2 separate regions of the Hordeum vulgare genome follow, and region 1 is linked to region 2. The links are chromatin contacts, called in public Hi-C maps. All regions are on one chromosome and are shown on one strand. Each heading gives the region's core, a stretch centred on a gene start, on an enhancer-like site or on the middle of the called end of the contact. The rest is flanking DNA. Distances are from core to core; before and after follow the strand shown. Region 1 overlaps LOC123444148 (zinc finger protein BRUTUS-like). Region 2 holds the start of LOC123440113.

Region 1 (3,590 bases), core at 676-3,175, 450 kb before region 2:
GGCGGTAAGCTGCATTACTTTTTACGGCATTGCAAATTTTGCATTTATGGTAATGAAGTTAATCTTCATCTTGAGTCCCATGATTTGTGTTCATATCTTAGTGAAAATTATTATTTCTCCTACTTTACTCCTCAACTAGAGGGCATTCCACTAGCTGATAAGTGATGTTTCATAAAGCATGAAACAGACACATTTTTTACCGGAAGCCTGTACCTCCATTTGAGAGTACACAATCAAATATTTTATCTCTGCAGTTGTATTGTATGATTATTCTCCACGGACAATATAATGCTGATTCCTGACGCCTGAGGGCGACTTTACTTGTGGTCTTGTTATTTAAACTCGTTCCTAAGATGCAAACTGAAGTCTGTTTTGGTATTTGGGGAATACACAGTTGGACATTTTGCTCGAGTCATGTTGAGTGACTGAATATAATGTACACAAACTTCAGTGGTATTGGTATCTGAAAAAAGAAGAGGAAGCATTTTAAATTGTTGCCATTATGTGAGATGCCAATTGAAAACTGCCAGTTCTATTTTGATTTGTTTGAAATCTAGCTTCCGGTCAGTTAGCTCCTGTGAAACTATTTGTCCAATACTTTAATGTTACCATGGTAGTCTCAAAATAGTAGGGACATGTTCTTCTGTGGTCAGTTATTCCTTGAGTGTGGGCTACATGCTGTAGATGTAACAAATCTATTTGCGTGGCTTAAAATATCCACAATATAAGGATTGTTACTTGTGAGCTGCTTGTCTAAATTTTGTAAGCACATACATGATTCGTATTGAACTAATATTTATTTCTGCATTTGCCTATGTACAGGTGTACTTTGGCATGCTTGATGCGTTGTTGGCTGCCGAAGAGCTTCCTGAGGAATACCGTGATAGGTGTCAGGTATTCACTTTCTGTTCTTGGTTTCATTATTTTCATATGCTGTTGTATTTATATTCTGTTTCATTATTCATACAGGATATTCTTTGTAATGACTGTGAAAGAAAAGGGAGATCTCAATTTCATTGGCTGTACCACAAATGCGGCTCCTGTGGTTCTTACAATACCAGAGTTATCAAGACTGATACGGCAGATTGTTCTACCCCAAACTAGCGAGGGGAATATTCTTTCTTTTCTAGTTTTGTCTCTTGTAAATATAGTCTTACAGAATCTTGTGTAGAATAGCTACCATATTATTTCATCCCATAGCCAGTCATTTTTGTCAAGCATAGCGTGCAATTTACTAGGTCTAGTGCTATAATCTGTAAAAATGGACATGGGCCTGACCTTCATCCTGTCAGGTGCATCCTGCCTGCCCTAAAGGCTTAGCATCCAGGCCAAAGTATATTACAGTATACAAGTGTACACTATACGCAAAGACCGATCAGGTCCAGCCTTCCGTGTTGTTCAACGGTTTCAAAAGATTGTTTTTGCGCAAGATTCTTATGTTCCTCGTATGCACATCTATTTCATGTTAAAAAAGTACTCCATCCATTTCTAAATATAAGTCCTTTTAGAAATTTCAATTCCTAAATATAAGTTCTTTTAAAGATTTCAGTATAAGCTGCTCCCTCCGTTTCAAAATATAAGACCTTTTAGGAATTTCACTAGGAGACTACATACGGAGCAAAATGAGTGAATCTGTATTTTAAAATATGTCTATGTACATTCGTATGTAGTTTATAGTACAATCTCTAAAAGGTCTTATATTTAGGAACGGAGGGAGTACATACTAAGCAAAAACAAGTGAATCTATACTTTAAATACAATTATATATATCCATTTATATTAAAATCTAAAAGATACTCCCTTTGTTTGAAAAACATGTCACCTCTAAATTTTAAACCTGATACTAATTATCCTCTCTCCTTCCTTTCCATTGTTGCCTGTGGCACGAACTAGGCTGAGCCATTGTTGGGCCTAGCGTGACATCGTCCACCTGCATCGCTGCGATGCCCCTGCTTATCTATGCTGTTCGTAGGAAGGCGTGAGCTGTGTCATCGCTTGCACGGAGGCGATCGCGTTTGCCTCCACGGCGGACGACGCCTCCCTCATCGCCCTAATCGCGTCCTCAGCTGCTTCCTCGCGCCTGCGGTCGCCGCTGCAGGATTTGGGCAAGTCGCCGATCGTCGCTTCCTTCTACGGTTGCGGTTGCTTGCTATCGCCATCATCAATCCCCTCCCGCCGTCGACAACTATTGCTGCTGGCGGCCCACACCAATTCGCCCGCTTCTTGTCGGCCTTCTTTACCCTGCCTCTACTGCTGCTTGTAGTACACTGCCTTGCCTTCTGAGTTGTTAACAATTTTGGGAACAAATTGTTGTTAACAATCTGCATACTTGGCCATGTTTGGAAACAAATTGCTGTTAACAATCTGCATATTTGGCCATATTTACAGTATGTTTATAAATCATTTCTAATAATAGCATGCTTACAAATCATTTCTAATAATCTGTTGTTAATAGACAAACAATCTTCTGTTTACATTATGTTTATAAACAAACAATTTGTTGATTGGCAGCAACATCGGGTGTCATCACCTCCTGTGTTGAATCAAGAGTTAAGAATCAGATGAACAACATGACAAATAGCAGCGACAATACAAGAAGTATGTGATGAAACAACGCAAGATTGTTACTAAAGATCAACAAAGCAACAATGATATGTTCAGTTAGCTGATGTGTCTGTGTTAATTCAGTCAGCTTGTTCTCATTTAACATGGGTATTTAGAAACATTGTTACTAAAGCTTTAAAGACGGAAAACTGTTAAAAAGAATAGCGATCAGATCAATTTCTGTTAGAGCCACTGGTTGCAAAAACTGAAAACAGAAAACATTGTTACTAAAGCGAGTGCTTGCAAAAAAAAATCAGTTAGATCCACTGCTTGCCTCAGATCAAATTTTGTTAGAGCAAAAAAAATTCAGGTGTAGTAGTTTGATGTAGGAGTATTCTAGTTGATGGGTCAATTTTCTTAATGGTCACACAACAGATTGTAATGTTCATATAATTTGATCCTCTTTGCATGTAAATAAAGAGAGCATGTAAAGGTTGTAATGGTCAGTCATTTTGTTCAGATTGCATGATTTTGTCACACAATTTATAGATTGCATGATTTGCTAACTTGCTATAAGTGTCAATGGAATGATATAAATGTGTCATTATAAGTGTCAATGGAATGATATAAATGTCAATGAAGTAAAGAGAGAATGAATATAAGTGTCACGATTCACATGTGACAACTAACTGAATTTTAAATGACAACATCAAAGATTTTGAAGACAACAACAAAAATGGAATATTTGTGATGTGTAACTTAAGCTGGGATAATCCCATACGAGTAGTTACTTAATTTATAATCCCATAGGAGTAATCGGCTTTGAAAAGCACTCAATTTATAATCCCATAGGAGTAGTTCCTTAATCTACATTTTGCTATAAGCGCTGACTAAATTCAGAAATGTCAAATTTTGACTCATTTTGTCATGATTTCAGAGTAACTAGCACAACTTGACCCATTCACCACAACTGGCCCAATTTTGTCATGGTTTGAGACCTAACTAGCACAACTTGACCCATTCACCACAACTAGTACCCATTTCTT
Region 2 (3,542 bases), core at 454-2,953:
CGGTAATTTATGTGTTAAATTACCATACTGTCCCATGATTTAACCTTCACGTACTGTAGTTACTAGCCTTATTATGGTATAATTATCATGTTACTCATACTATATTTATCATGCTGGTATGCCAAAATTATCAAGCCAAACTTTATTATTTTTTCTGATATGACAAAAATAAGAGAGGTTAAAATAACATTGCTTATCTATAATAGATAATAATAGAAGGTGGTTTAGTTGGTTATTAGGCTCAATAACTATTGCATAGACGGGGATGATAGCAACCAGGTAGGAACGAATTGTGTGGATATGTCTGTCCAAAGTAAATATAGATGATGAACCTTGTAAGATTTGGTTTGGGACACCCCGAACTATGTCCTTGATATAATTTCGGATGAGATTTCGAACTTTAAATTTTTGAATAAAGCACCTAAAAAAGGGACCTCCTATTCGCCGCTCACTGCGGCAACCAGTTGGGGCTTCGCACAGGGCGACCCCCCGACTGGGCCGGCCTAGTAGGTGCACAATGAATGTAGTTTTTTTCCTTTTCTGCTTTTTTTTTTGAAACCCAGAATATTTTTTTGAAAATCTAGAACATTTTTCTAAAAGCAATAAACATTTTTCGAATTTGAATAACAATTTTTGAAATTTCAGAACATTTTTTGAATTCCATAATATCTTTTACATTTCGGAACATTTTTTAAATTATGGAACATTTTTTCAAATTCCAGAGTATTTTTTCAAAATCCGGAACATTTTTTCAAAATCTTGAACATTTTTAAATTCCGAAATATTTTTTAAATTCGGGAAGATTTTATTTTTCAAATTCTGAAACATTTTTTCAAAACCTGAAACATTTTTACAAATTCCGGGACATTTTTCTAAAATCTTGAATATTTTTTAAAATTCCAGAACATTTTTTCATATTCCAAATCATTTTTCCAAATTCCAGAACATTTTTTCAAAATCCAGAACAATTTTAAAACAGAAACAGAAAAAAAAAACAGGAAAAACAGAAAAATAAAAAAAACGGTTCAGGAAACCTTCTAAAAGTTTCCCAAAACCGAAAAAAATCGGTTGAAACCTCTAGAAGGTTTCCAAAACCGGCACCCTCGCTACTGGGCCTGCCCAATCTCCCGCCCGCTCTGTGCGAACGTCTCGGCACAGGTTTCAGCGGCAAATACAATTTTCCCTAAAAAAAAAGACCGAAAGAGGCACCGATCGAGAGACAGGATGGGCTGGATACGTGGGCCACGGCGTTACGTCTGAATGTCTGATGGCGGCGGCTCGGCCCGCCGCTACCCGCGAACACGTGATGGCACCACCACCACGTCCGTTAACCCCCGCACCCGACGGGGAGAGAGAGAGAGTGGGGGAGGAAGGAAGGCGACCGCCGCCCTCTCGCGCCACATCCGCCGTGCGTCACACCAAAGGCGAGGGCGAGGGCGAGGGCGAGAGACCTACCTCCAACGCACACGCAATTCTCTGGAAGGAGCCCCGCAGCGAATTAGAATTACACCCAAAATAATCCCAGGCAGGAGTACTCCGGAAAACAAAGGAAGAAACTGCCCTTTCCCCGTTTTAAAAATCCCACCTTTCTTTCTCCCTAGTCCTCATCCCCCCCGTCTCGCCTTCCTCGCTTCCTTCCGCCCCCTTCTTTCCCTCCCTCCCTCCCTCCCTCCTCCCACGCGCTAGCCGCCCGCCCCTCCCTCCCTCCCTCCTATGGTCTTCATGGCCGCCGCAGCAGACGACGACCACGACCGCCGCCGCGTCGCAAACCTCTCGCCGTCTCCCTCGGACGCCCCGGCTCCCGCGCAGCCGCACCGCACGCGGCTCCACAGCTTCTCCTTCCCCACGCTCAGCTGGGGCACCCACCGCCTCCTCCGATGCTCCAAGAGCCCCGCCTCGGCGCCTCCGCCCCCGCCTCCTGACACCCCGTCCCCGGACAAGGAGAAGGCTCGCCGTTCCACGGATGGCGGCGCCGGAAGCGGTTCGCCCCAACGCCCCCCTCAGCGGCCATGGAACCTCCGCACCCGTCGCTCCGCCACTGCCGCGCCAGGTGCTTCCGTACCGGAAGCCGCGGCCGATGCTGCGGCGGAGCATGCGCCGGCGCGGCCTGCGGAGACCAAGAAGCGGGTGTTTTCCATCGTGCTGTCCAAGGAGGAGATCGCCCAGGACTTCGTCTTCTTCCGCGGTACGCGGCCCCCGCGCCGGCCCAAGAAGCGCCCTCGCCCGGTGCAGCGACAGCTCGATGTAAGGATCGGACCTGCGTTTGTAATTGCCAAGTTTTCGGTGTTTGAATTTGGCTTCTTATTCGCGTTTTTTGATTCTTTTTCGAATTGCAGTCGCTGTGCCCTGGATTGTGCCTAGTGGATGTGACGCCGGACTCGTACAAGATCGAGGAGGTAAGGAACAAGGGATCGTTTGATTTGTTATTGCAATTCCGTCCCCTTTTTTTTTGGTTTGGCTCTGAAGATGCGCCTGTTTTCTCGCAGAGGTGAATGCTGATATGGCGAAGATTCAAATGGGAAGGGATTCAGATGTGATCATCTCTTTTGTTCTCCGATGTTCTGATCGCGTTTCTTTCTTATGCGAATGGCTAAAAATCTCTGCTTCATAACTCAGAACTGTGTTATGGTGGAACATTTTAGATGAAGTTCAGTATAGTAGTATCTCTTTAGATGATGTGTTGCGATGGAGTTGGTGAGTAGTTAAAGTTAAGGAATTTGGTTATGGGGCTTGTAGGATTGCTAATTGTACCAAGGTTATGATCCTTAGTGGGGTGTAACAGTCCTGTTATGTACATGGTTAATGGTCTATGAAGGTCTTTTTTTTTTTTTATGAAATTGTAGGTAACAGTTCAATTTTGCTTCATTGTAGCGTTGAGATGTTTTAAGTGTTCTTGTGCATTGGTCGCATTTCTTCTCTTCTCTGATTGGTAAAAATGCCAATGTCATAATCCACAAGTGGTGTTATTGTGGATGTTTTAGATAAGGTACAGTGAATTATCTCTTCTGTTGATATGTTGGGATGTAGTTTCTCAGTAGGTAAAGTAAAGGAATTTGGGTTGCTGGACCTGTTGGATTGCTAAAAATTTATGAAGGTTATGATCCTTAGGTGGGGTGTAATTGTCCTGTTATGTACATGGTCATTAATATGTGAAGGTTTCTTCTGTGAAATTGTAGGAAAGCAGTTCAATTCTGCTTCTTATTGTCGCTCTGAGGTGTCTAAGTACTCTTGTGCAAGTCTATATTTGCTTGCTATGATTGCATACTTTTGAATCGGCCTAGCAAACGTAAAATAATAAATGCACTGTATACTTGCATAGCATGGAAAGAAGATGCTTGGACTGTACTCTGATAGTTTACACATGTTTTGAATAGAATGGTTTGATGTTCTGTAACATAACTTGTAGTATCCATAGTGGAAAATCATTCATATGCATGGCATGGCCATCTCCTAGTTTTGCTGCATAAGCCAAAATTGGCGGGAAAGTAAAATTATCAAAGGTAACGACTATCTTTTAAGCTTGTTCTTTTAGTATCTCTGTG

What was found. Hi-C and Micro-C count contacts between places; a contact is called where the count stands out from the background.
Region 1: a contact with region 2 is called in a Hi-C map of seedling, with 5 times the contacts expected there. The contact joins the enhancer-like site here to the promoter of LOC123440113 in region 2. A contact is called at or near these places in 2 of 6 Hi-C or Micro-C datasets (leaf and seedling) and 1 of 1 datasets of contacts at active chromatin or transcription factors (embryo).

What each region holds. Positions count from the first base shown.
Region 1 is chr3H:441,715,851-441,719,440 of MorexV3_pseudomolecules_assembly, reverse strand. LOC123444148 (zinc finger protein BRUTUS-like) reads left to right here. Exons shown (of 14, transcript XM_045120772.1): 12 at 1-4; 13 at 823-894; 14 at 970-1,429. The coding sequence ends at 1,104. Among protein-coding and RNA genes, the nearest start is that of LOC123444148, 14 kb to the left of the region's middle. Within about 2 kb of position 1,925, at least 1 of the 3 cell types and tissues checked has open chromatin away from gene starts, as enhancers often do. A contact at or near this core is called in seedling, where this site is marked.
Region 2 is chr3H:441,269,780-441,273,321 of MorexV3_pseudomolecules_assembly, reverse strand. LOC123440113 reads left to right here and starts at 1,703. Exons shown (of 3, transcript XM_045116691.1): 1 at 1,703-2,244; 2 at 2,337-2,396; 3 at 2,487-2,909. The coding sequence starts at 1,714. The coding sequence ends at 2,492.